Linked DNA regions of Anas platyrhynchos: all the other regions are linked to region 1. Evidence: chromatin contacts called from public Hi-C data. All regions are on one chromosome and are shown on one strand. The core of a region is the stretch at or near the end of the contact, and the rest is flanking DNA. Distances in the headings are between cores, read along the strand shown. Region 1 has its middle 18 kb from the start of MICAL2. Region 2 overlaps MICAL2 (microtubule associated monooxygenase, calponin and LIM domain containing 2). Region 3 overlaps MICAL2 (microtubule associated monooxygenase, calponin and LIM domain containing 2).

The links. A called contact is a pair of places that touch in the nucleus more often than the background predicts.
Region 2: a contact with region 1 is called in a Hi-C map of liver, with 2.0 times the contacts expected there. The contact joins two enhancer-like sites. A contact is called at or near these places in 2 of 8 Hi-C or Micro-C datasets (liver and subcutaneous adipose tissue).
Region 3: a contact with region 1 is called in a Hi-C map of skeletal muscle, with 1.7 times the contacts expected there. The contact joins two enhancer-like sites. A contact is called at or near these places in 3 of 8 Hi-C or Micro-C datasets (liver, skeletal muscle and subcutaneous adipose tissue).

The regions. Positions count from the first base shown.
Region 1 is chr5:65,926,451-65,930,164 of IASCAAS_PekinDuck_T2T, forward strand. It overlaps a transcript of MICAL2 not described here. Among named protein-coding and RNA genes, the nearest start is that of MICAL2, 18 kb to the right of the region's middle. Within about 2 kb of position 2,056, at least 7 of the 8 cell types and tissues checked have an H3K27ac peak or open chromatin away from gene starts, as enhancers often do.
Region 2 is chr5:66,001,324-66,005,129 of IASCAAS_PekinDuck_T2T, forward strand. MICAL2 (microtubule associated monooxygenase, calponin and LIM domain containing 2) reads left to right here. Exons shown (of 36, transcript XM_072039424.1): 16 at 3,484-3,555. Among named protein-coding and RNA genes, the nearest start is that of MICAL2, 57 kb to the left of the region's middle. Within about 2 kb of position 1,893, at least 3 of the 8 cell types and tissues checked have an H3K27ac peak or open chromatin away from gene starts, as enhancers often do.
Region 3 is chr5:66,027,700-66,031,320 of IASCAAS_PekinDuck_T2T, forward strand. The region is part of intron 25 of MICAL2 (microtubule associated monooxygenase, calponin and LIM domain containing 2); the gene reads left to right. Among named protein-coding and RNA genes, the nearest start is that of PARVA, 46 kb to the right of the region's middle. Within about 2 kb of position 1,277, at least 1 of the 8 cell types and tissues checked has an H3K27ac peak or open chromatin away from gene starts, as enhancers often do.

The sequences.
Region 1 (3,714 bases), core at 806-3,305:
TCTGGGCTTGCAACAGAGCTACTTTGTCTTTTAAGTACAGAGGAGTATCCAGTTTCAGACAAAAAGGACATCTGTACGCAGCAGTTTTGCCTCCAGGATTGGGAGTAAAGATCCAGTCTCCTGCCACCACCACACCTATTCTGAATCCACAGGAGGTCATTTTTATTCGCTTTCATGCCATTCATCATAGCTGGCAGAGGAATAAGGACAGCAGCAGCCTGCTGTGTGATTGATATGTTTGTGCTGCTTTGTGTTAAGCAGTAATGTTTTTGCATATCTTACGTTACCCACTTCTCTGCCAACGAGTAAAATGGAATGACACGTTTAGCTTCTGCTTAGCACACTTTGTGTCCTCCACATAAGGGGTGATATATGCCAAGTACTTATCACTATAACTGCTAGTTTGCCAGACTCCAACTGGACTGGAATGGGGTTCACAAAAAAAAAATCCTATGAGGTGCTATCTAGATATCTGAAACTTTTTCCTTTACTTTCCTGTGTGGAAAGGTTGTTAGCATCCTCTGGTAGCCCAGATGTTAGAAACAGCCCTGCAGGAAATTACAGTGTGCTACAGCAACCTACCCAAGCGAACCATTGTTCTTGTGCTGGCACACCTGACACACAGTGCCCGGCTGCTTGCTCAGAGCACACTGCTAGTATGGCTGGGAGAGATGAGGCTGAGCAAAATCTGCATGAATGCTCGCACCCATAGGGGTGTGCGAGTAGGTGGGATGGACAGGTTCTTTCCATGCAGGATCGTGGCAAGTGTTGTATTCACTGGCATGAGATTCCACCAGAGGTACAAAACATACAGATGGGCATCCTTTGGTATATCCAAGGTTTCACTTGACAGCTGCTGCTGAACAAAATGAATAAAATTCAGCCAGGTCATCCTGTCATGCCATTGGTGCCAGGTATTTACAGCTGATACTTTACCAGCAAGAGAAGAATCGTGTACAGGAACATAAGATCATTTTGCTAGGATTTCCATCTTTAAGCAGTAAAAATCTAGGTCTTAGTTCCTTAGAGCATCCAGCTGGTGGTGCTAGATAGTAACTACAAAGGACACTTTTTCAGTATTTTAAATGCTTGGAATATAAAATGTTTGGATAAAGGCATCTTTACAGTTATTTCTTAGATTTTTTAACTACTGTCCTCTCTTTCAGTGAAAATAGCAAGTCACCTTGTAAAAGTAAGCTGTTGTATGTTTATGCCTCACACAAAGTGGCATAAAAGTGTCTCCCTTATCCACTTTCATTTAGTTGAGAGCTCATTCTGTGCATGAGGTGTAAAACAAGTATATAAAAGATGTGTATAGATACATGTAGGTGATAATATGTGAGATGATCAGGCCCAGGACATTTTGCTCTGCTGTAAGATGTTTATTACTTCATAAATCATGGTAAACCTTAAGAACACATACATCTGTTTTCTTGGGTGGTGACCATCTTTCATACCTGCCATTCATATAACTTACATGATCCGATGTCCAGGATCTTTTACACATTTATTATGGCTATTGATGAGTCAGCTTATGACCTTCTTTTTCTGTGAAGTCCAGTAGTTAAAAGTATTTAGCTTGGAAGAAGATACCTGCTTTCAAATTTAAAAAGGGGAGGGTTGGGAGGGGGAAGGGGGGAGGGGGGGGGGGAAGGAACGCTGTGTTATGTTTCCTTGGCCTAACAGTGACCTATAAAATGTGCTGGTGAGAACAGAAAATGTAATGTGCCAATGACTGCAGCAGTGGTTTGTTTTCATTCTTTTTGATATTTGATTATAAAGGTTAAAGCAGGGGAAAGGGAACGCTAACCTGAAGTGCTAGCTTTCCTGTGGCTCCCTGCCATGTAAGTTGGTGCTGATTTGAAGGGGTCAGATTCTTTGTTGGCAGACAGGAGGCAGTGAGGAATAAACCTTATCCTTTCAGGACAGTCAGATTTTATAACAAGGTCACAGGTTTGGTCATTTTAGGAAGATTTTTTGCCCTGTTCTAGAGAGTGCCCTTGGTCTCCATGGGCCTCCTGCTTCTCACTGAGAGATTGCAACAGACAGCTGCTTGCTTAACACATGGGTTTTGCTGAGATAGGCTGAGCAGAGGGCAGAGTGCAAGTACGACCAGTCCAGTCAGGGCAGGAAAAGTGTCAGAAAGGTGAGTCAGGCAGAGAGAGGCACGTGGGGAATGGCACTGCTAACTCAAGCTTCCTCAGCTTGGCCTCCAGAACTGATGGACTCGTGACCATTGCAACTCACCCAGGCACCATGACGGGCATTTTTCAGAGCGCAGAAGTCAGATCTTTGGCCACTGAAAGCAAGCAAGTAGAAGGTATTTGCTGAATGAGCACTGAAAGCAAGCTGGCTTCAGAGACATCTGCTTACAGTTTTAACTTTTCCGCTTTCAAAAGAACACCTTCATTTGGCTTCAGGGATGAAGGCACTTTCATATGTATATTTATATTAAAATGCTTATGTGAGAAGGAATATTAACTATACTGTTGAGGAAAAAATTCTAGTCTCTAGTACAGTAAAATCAGTCATTGAGATTGGTTAGTTCAATATTTTTAAAATATACTGTGCAGTAGAAATCTGAGAGGAACAGCTCTGTTCTGAGATGTTGTGTCCAACAGGTATGACTTTGTGCACTTTTGCTTTGCTGAAGTATGCCGCGTGAAGTCTCCTGAAGTATTCCCCATGCAGCTGTGGAGGCTGATGGTTTACTCAAACCCATTAAGAAAATTAAATCCTCTTCAAAGAATTATGTCCAATCATTCTGCAAATGTTTTGAAACACAACGGCTGCGCTCTGCCCTTAGTCGCTCTTGTGAAATCCAGCTGCAGTGAATGGAGGCTATGTGTGAGGACAGGTCTGGACCACAGCCTGTTCAACCTGGGTGGGCAGTTACGGCTTGTGTTTGCAGCATGTCTTCAGGGAAGCAGGGAGTCCATTTAAAATCCCCACTGTACCCATCATTTTCATCTCCACAGTACCTTGAATCTGCCTTACAGGAACGGCTTGGGATGCAGCAGCAGAAGAAATATGGGACACAAACCACCATCATTTATACGCACATAAATGAACGTTTGAAGTAAATGATCTAAAAAAACAACCACCGGTTAAGCTCTGGTTGCTCACATCTGGGTTGCATGGCTACAGCTAAGAACAGAATGTGGCTGATCATTCTTACGTGTATCTACAGTCATTAACCATTCAATGACATCAAGAGGATAAATTGTGCCATTGATGGAATTTCTCAGGCTATGTACATGCTACCTTTCCTTCTGGGAGTTTAGTTAAATGGGGCTTTCCCTGTCCTTCAGGCAAGCAAATTGCTTTATTTTTCCTTTTGATCTCTCAGGAGTCTGTTTTTTAGCCTGCTTGTCTTACCTTAATTCCTTTTGATAAAAGATCCCTTTTATCATGCATGCTAAAATTGTTGGATGGGCCTAGTTGACATACCATGATTAAATTAAATAAGCAGTGTGTGTAAATACAAACTTTTAAAATGTCATGTATCACTTCATTTTTCTCTAGATCTTAACACTAGATTTCACAATATCATGAGTATCATGATTGTTAATTTATTATTATTTTTTTCAAGATTAATGTTATTGATGCTTAATATTTAAAATGGCTTTCAAGTGAAGGTTTCTTCAAAACCTTGAATTTTGAAGCAGACATCTGTAAGGGGGGAGGGGGGGGGACACACACAAATTCTTTTTA
Region 2 (3,806 bases), core at 643-3,142, 75 kb after region 1:
ATATAAATAGAGCCCTTCAAACCCTGCATATAAATGTAAAGCCTGCAAGGGTGACAAACAGTGGGCAAGACTGACTAACATGACCAAGAATAATGATGTATTCATACATACCCATATACTTTTCTCTCCTTGTCATATATTAATGAAAACTTATTGACATGCCCTGTTTATGTCCCTGTATGAAACACATCCATGCCTGTACATGTTGTAATTAAAGACTACAGGGCTTTGAAGGGGTATGGAGGCTGGAATTAATACTGTCTGACATAGGATTGCGTGCAGTGGGAGTATTGTTTTTGTATTTCTGAATGGATTATAACTTCAAAAGTTTTGTATGATTTAATTTAAAAGTTACTGTAATGAAATTATTCAGTAATAAACTTTCACCCTCTGTCTATTCATTAACTTGGGCCTCTGCTGAAGGGAGACCTTAAGGAGGGGCTTTGCTTTCACAGCCAAACCTATCTTCATTTTAACTTCATTTTAAATGGGGAGTGTCTGCAAAACTTGGCTCTGATGCAGCAGTGTCTCTCTGAGACTGCTCTAATCCAACTGATGCAGATTAACCAACATGAGTTAGACAGCAGCCCATACTCCTCCACCAGAATGAATTTAACTTCCGTGTTTTCTGAAATACAACTTAATGCAAAACTGTTCCAGGTTTTGAGTTTCCTGGGATATGTAGAAAATAAATTAGTTGTTTTTGTTGTTGGTGGTGGGTGGGTGGTTGGTTGGTGGTGGTTGTCTTTTTTTTGTTTCTTTCACTCAGTATTTACAAGTGCAAATACTCTTTAATTTTTGCCTGCAGAAATACAATTTTTCTACTTGTTTCTGTGGTTGGTGTCCTTACAGGTGTACATGTATGTACTACATGTCTCAATGTTTTTAATACATTGCTTTTTAAATTTGTTGCTATCCTACCTTTTCAGTTGTAGTAGAAATGTGGATTGATTTTTTTTGTTGTGTTTTGTTCTTCTCAGTCGTCTGAAAAAGTACTTGAGAATTTCCAGATATTTCCTAGAGTTAATTTACATCTCAAATTTTTTCCATCCCCAAACATATTTTCAAAACCAGTGGACAGTCAGCTGCCCAGTAACCTCATATATCCTTGCGAGGAAATAACTCTTCCCTGCCACCCACATACACACAAAACAAAGTGACATGTTTCCCAGCTAACCAAGCAGTGAGAAACTAAATAGGCAAAATAAACATTGCATTTTCTTGTGGGTGACTTCTTTAGAAGAAAAACTTTTTTTTTTTTTTTGTGACCACAATATTGTTATTTTTCTCTCAGTTATTTGCAGAAGTAAATAGACTTCTGGTAGTGGGGAAAGCTTTCCATTACTAAGGCATACAGCCCTCTGACTAACCTCCTGTCATGAAATATGCCTTGTCTCATAACAGGAGGTGTAGTTCTTGGCACTACATGAAAGCATGAGGTGATTTGCCTGATGGGCCCCTTTGGTTTCACACCAAAGGGGCTTGTTTGAAAGGAGAAGGGGAAGCAATATTTTGCAAATCAGCTTGGGGAGTGAGACTATCAAGGCCGCTTACTTTATATGAGGATTTGCAGCCTCGTCATGGGCGGGACATGAAGCTTGGCAAGAAGTACACTGCTCAAGTTGGGACAGAGATTTGCAAAGGCCATAACCGTCAGAAACTATCTGGGAAACGAGGCTCCTTGGAAAGCAACTGCTTGAGTTAAAGTGTGGCTGTGGTGTTGTGGTTCTTTGCCCTGCAGAGAGTGGTGTTGAGCGTTGTCCAGGTATGATAGTAGGAGAGCATTTGTGTATTGTGAAAAGTCCAAACCCACATGGGGTAACATAGTGTCATGTGTCGCTTACTGAACTCTCTGCACCATACAGTTTGTTCTTTTATCTGGCTAGACAGGGGATCCTTATCTGCGTGCTGCTGGTGAAAGACCGGGAAGCAGAGGCTGGAGCTGGTATGGCAGTAGCCTCTGCAGGTCTTGGTGATGTTTTCCATTTTCCTACTGGTGTCAGCAGAGTTTGCGAGGAACTGAGATTTCCTGTGCTCCAGACTAAGAAATGAATCAAGGTGTTTACACAACAAAGGGCACAATCCTCTTTCTTGGAGTTCTGCTAGGCAATTAAATTGCTTTGTTTTTCACTTCTTTGTAAGTAAGTTAATAAAAGTCTTTTTATGTTGCTTCTGAAAGGCAACATCTGGTTTACTTCATTCACTTAGACAAACTCTGCTTTTATGTGGTACAGATTATTATGCAGAATACATTGTGCTGTTCTGCTGTTCACTTTTTCTTGGTAGACTAATGATTATAGGTAGTGTAAAACTGGATTACTGAGAGCTGGTGCTTGAAAGGCAGTATACCAAAGCATACAAAGTAATCAAAATATTGTCCTCTGATTCTTTCAGTGCTTGCCCAAAATATGTTTGAGATTACTTCTATTCACTGCACAATGATTTATTATAAATGTGTATATGTAAAAAGAAAGCCTGTATTCTTTGATCTTTGTCTCCTTATTCTTTTTTGTTTGTTTGTTTTAATTCGCTGAGCAATCATTGAGCTGCAATGTGGGCAAATTCAAATAAGTGGAATGTGGTTTATTGTTCATAAAATATAAACTAACATGACATTTACAAGACAAAAAGCCCCCATGTCATAACTACACAAATTGTGCTGTCCCTTAAAGACTGAATTTAATGAGAAAAGACACAAATTTTTAAGTATCGACTATTTTGCAAGTTCATGCAAACTGAGTGAGAAATATTGTTTGTGTAATTTCCAGTAAAATGACAGCATACATGCATAGCTTCATGTATAGCTTGAGCACAAAATAGGCTGTTTGCTTGCTTAAGTACTACTGTGTAAAACCAGAGTTGGGAAGGAGAACCCTGCAAGGGAGATGGATAACATATTTCTGAAATTGTTGAGGCAGAGAACAATTGCTCCAAAAAAAGGGACACATTTGCACTATGAAAACATGGTCTGCATGCAGTTGAAAAAGATGCAGAGCTATAGTGGAAGAGTGAGTCGTCTTGGATTGCCATATTTATCTGGAAACCAATGTAGTGTAGATTAAAATTCACAGAATAACTGATGCTCAAATGCCTTTTTCTTCAAGTGTGTGCTAATGCTTTATGAGTTACAAAGTCATCAATACTTAAGGAGGAATAGGCAAACACAAGGCTTGCAGGTCCTCTGTTAAACAAAGTGTAGGATTTTCCCTAGCAGAGCCCAGTAGGAGCTCCCAGTCAGGGCTGCTGTTACATACATGACTACTGCCAGCAGGGCTTCTTGTGCAAGGAGCAATCCTCCTGAGCTGGGGGACCTAATGAGGGGTGCACTGGCACTGCTTACCCATGGTCATGGTATTTAACAGAGGCCAGACCACAAGACCACACTTGCCTGCTTGTGGAGCTAATGCCTGGGGAAGAAAGGATTGAATAATTTTGGTAGCTGTTAGAGTAATGCATATACTTAGTTTTGCTTTACTGTTTCAGGTTGAAGGGAAAACAGAAGAAAATGAGACTAACAAAAGACGTCGAAAAGGTCTTTTTGGTGCCTTTGAGGAGGTTAGTGCTGAGCCTGAGCTGTGTCAACACATAACCAGTTCTTTGATAAGCACCAGTGCTGAGGAGGCAGCAGAAGTTGGGGGACTGGGGCTTGGTCTCTTGTGCTTGGTAGGAACAAAAAGTCTGTCACCTTCAAACTTTGAATGCACTGTTCTCTGTGTGGAAAACAAGCTAAACTTACTGAAATCATTTTGCAGAGATAAGAGCATTATGTCAGTCACACCAGTTTTCTTTCTGACCCAAGAATGTTT
Region 3 (3,621 bases), core at 27-2,526, 100 kb after region 1:
AGTTGCCTTTTCTGTTATCTCTGTATTCATTTTTGCATAGTTTGTATTAGTGTTAACACACACCATCCTGGATGCATTCAAAAGTTGTGTTCTTTGGGCTCTGTCTTGCTTTGTTCTTCAAGCTCCCTGGTTATATTTTGTTCCTGAATTCAGAAGTGTCTGTTCATCAAGTAAGTAATGGATGCTTTGAAAAAGTGCTTTGCTGTTGAAGAACGTGTGTAGGTTCTGGGCTGGGCTCACAGGGGGAGAGGAGAAGATGCACTGCTGCTGTGGGGACAGGAGGAGAGGGTGGTGGAAAAGCCCATCCCTAGGCCCTGGGGAAGAAGGGGCAGCACAAAAGCATTTGCAGGTAACGGTGATTGGAAGCCAGTCAGGTAATCTGGCCCCGCTTCTGCTGAGAAGCACCTCCACAGAAACAGGAAAGCAGGCTGGCTTTGTTTTTTGCCATTTGTTAGATGCCATAACATGGAATTGAATTCTATAGACAAATGAAACAAGCTCAAGTAAAAAGGAATAGACAGGTGGGAAGAACTGAAACCTGTGAAATGTCAGACATGTCTCTTACTGAAGTCCTTTTTCAAGGACAGAAGTTTAGGTGGTGGTTTTCCTGGGTGTGATGAAAAATCAAAGTTTGATAAATAGAGGACACGAGTTTGGGGGTGCTGTTAGAAGCCCTATAGCCCTCTAGGGTGGATCTGAAATACCTCAATGGTATGTGTCTGGTTTTGAGCTCTAATGCAGGCAATGCTCTCATTCAGCCTTGCATGTTTTGAAGCAGAGGCAACAGGGCTCAGCTGAGGTTATAATAGGTTTGAGCTGGCGTTTTGCTCCAGTGTGGGCTGGTAGCCAGCATATTACAGCAAGATGAAGGCCTGAGCAAGCTGAAGGTGTCATAGTTTGTTGTGTTCTCATCTCAAAGTCCCACGTGGGCTGGGCTTCCCTGGTGACTATTTTTTTCTCTATCTCATCCCTGTGCTTGCTTAGTTCATTTCAATTGTGCTTCCACAGTACTGAAGACACCTTCCTTCTGCCCCTGCAGCTTGCTTAAAGCACTGATGTATTCTAAGCAGGATCCATAAATAATTTTGGGGGGTATATTATACAGTAAGAAGCTAGAGAGGCAGTAATGTGTGCTGGGTGTGCTACAAATCAATTTGTGGTCTGCTGACTGAATTTCTTAATGTCAGTTTTTGGTGCCAACTGGTATTTGCTTTCACCATTGGAGCTGCCTACTTTTATGAGTAACTCCACTTCAAAATTATTTATTCATGTCATTGCCTTAGTCAGCAGCTCTATACAAGGCCAGGCAGAGTCCTCACATCCTGTGGATGAATTATAGGGTGACATAGTTATTTAATGGCAGGCTAAAAGCCTCAGGATTGCCAGCAAGCTAGGCTGAGGTCCTAAGGGGGGGAGGGAGGGGGAGCACTGAGCAAGCTGAGATGGGGTGCTTTTTGCAGGAGGGGTGGGCAAATGCAGGTTACTTCTTCAGTGAAGGGTTTTATCTGTTAGCTTTGTGCTTCAGTGAGAGAAAGGACTCTTCCCTGAGCACTACTGCCCTGGCTTTGGAAGGGCTGGCAACCAGGTGGCAAGGTGATGCAGCTGAGCTTGCCCAAACCTTGTCCCTGTCACAAGAGTGCAGCAGTAGCTCGTGCTTTTGGGCACAATAACAGCAGCAGCACCTGGGATTTTGGTGCCTTTCATCTGAAGGTTTGAAAGCCCTTTGCCATTACTGAATTGCTGTGACAGCTCTGGGTAAGTACTGCTCCTGTTCCACTGGCTTCAGTGAGTCACAAATGCGTGATGTGGCAGAGGTGCCAATACATCATATCCCAAATGCAGGTTGTGACGGCTGATTCCAGTAGGTTTCCTCCTTCCTCCCCCCAAACAAGGTTCTCATGCAGATTCGCAACATGGGCAGGGTTCTAAGATATCACTGCTCTGGATGTGAGCATTCAGGGCAATCACGAGGTGTTTTCTGGACCAGGCTCCCTGTAGGAGCTTTTTTGCTGGTTGCAAACTGGGAGTTCTGTGCCCCCAGAGGAGAGGTTGATACCATTTAAAAGTTTTTCTGTCTGTTTCTGTATTTTGTTTTTTATCTGCCTTCAGGGATGTTTCCCAAGTTTGTATAAGTTGATATATTTATACTTCGGTTAGCTCAGCAAGGCTTACTTCCCCTTTCTGCTTGTGCATGACTCTCATTTGGTCTGGCTTGTTTTAGCTGAGAAATACCATCGTATCTTGCTTAAAAATGAATTTCCCTCTCACAATTTAAGACCAAATGAAGGTGAGGAGGGCGGGTAAACATGAACACTTTCAGTTGTTTATGACACAAAAGCATTGACTCGATTTGCTGGCTGCTGCAGCTGGCTTGGTTTGGATTTTTTTTTCAGATGGGTTCAGTGGGACATCTGACCATTTTTGTCCAACACAGGCGGAGGCACATGCAAAGCAGCAGCTCTGAAGCAAAGCCAATAAAACTTAGCAGCCAGCTGGTGGCTGAGGAATCTGGCCCCATGCTGTCTGTGGGGAGGAGGTTGTTATTTGGGCTTTGTGCTGCTGTGAGTGTCACATTTATGTGCCCCCTGTCCTTAGGGAGAGGGAATGGCCTGTCCAGCCCAGCTACCCACAGCGGGTACTTGGCTCTGCCCAAATTTGGCTGGACCCTGAGCCCCTGTCATCTCCTTGTCAGGTTGCAGTAACATGTTCTGCCTGGTGCTAGTTTGACAGGTGGCTCAGGAGCAACAGCTCATGCAGAGAGGGAGGCTGCCCTGTCAGATGGGACGTGCTACTGTAACTGCTGCTGCTGCCAGTCTATTGGCCCTGGTTTTGTTGGTGGGGGCACTCAGATGCTGGAGTGATTGACACCTTAATAAATGATAGTCACAGAGGGTGCGGATGGCCCCTCTGGAAGGGGCTTCTCCTCTGCCCCGTGTGTGGTGGCGCATAGTTCCCAATAGGTTTCTGCAGGGGCTCTGTATGTGGGCCTGTCACAGGGCTGATGTGTTTCCCTCAGCGAAGCAAGACTGCAGTTTCACCAGTAGCTGGCATAAAATGGCAACAGTTGTCTGTGCCTCTCTGCAGAGCTGAACTGACGCAACATGGTTGAGACACCAGCACGTAACTCAGTACCCTCACCACATGGAAATCACTGCTGTGTTGGCACAGCCTTTGTGACTGGAAAGAGAAACACAGTGACTTGCTCACTTGCTTTACAGTAGCAGAGGGGAGATTGCCTGAGTTTGGACCTCTTAGTTTTTTTGTTGCTCACAGAATAGCAGTAAACAGCTCTGAAATTTGAGTTTTCAAAAACCCTCCAGGCCACTGGGAAGGCTGTTACAAAAAGCAACTGAAAAAGGCACAAATGTTTCTTAGGATGTGGTGCTGGCATCATCGCTGGATGTTCTGTAAGCATCTGAATATTTTAGGCCTGTAGTGGGGAGAATCACAGTCGCGGTGATCTTCTGGTGATGCTGTACTTGCATGCGGGGAGGTTGCTCCTGTGGCATGGCAGGATGGCTCTCCTCAGTGCTGCTGCATATGGGGAGCTCTGAAAGCTTCGTTATGTTCCTGATTAGAGGAACATAATTATTGCTGAGCAATAAGCAAGCTGCAGTTTGT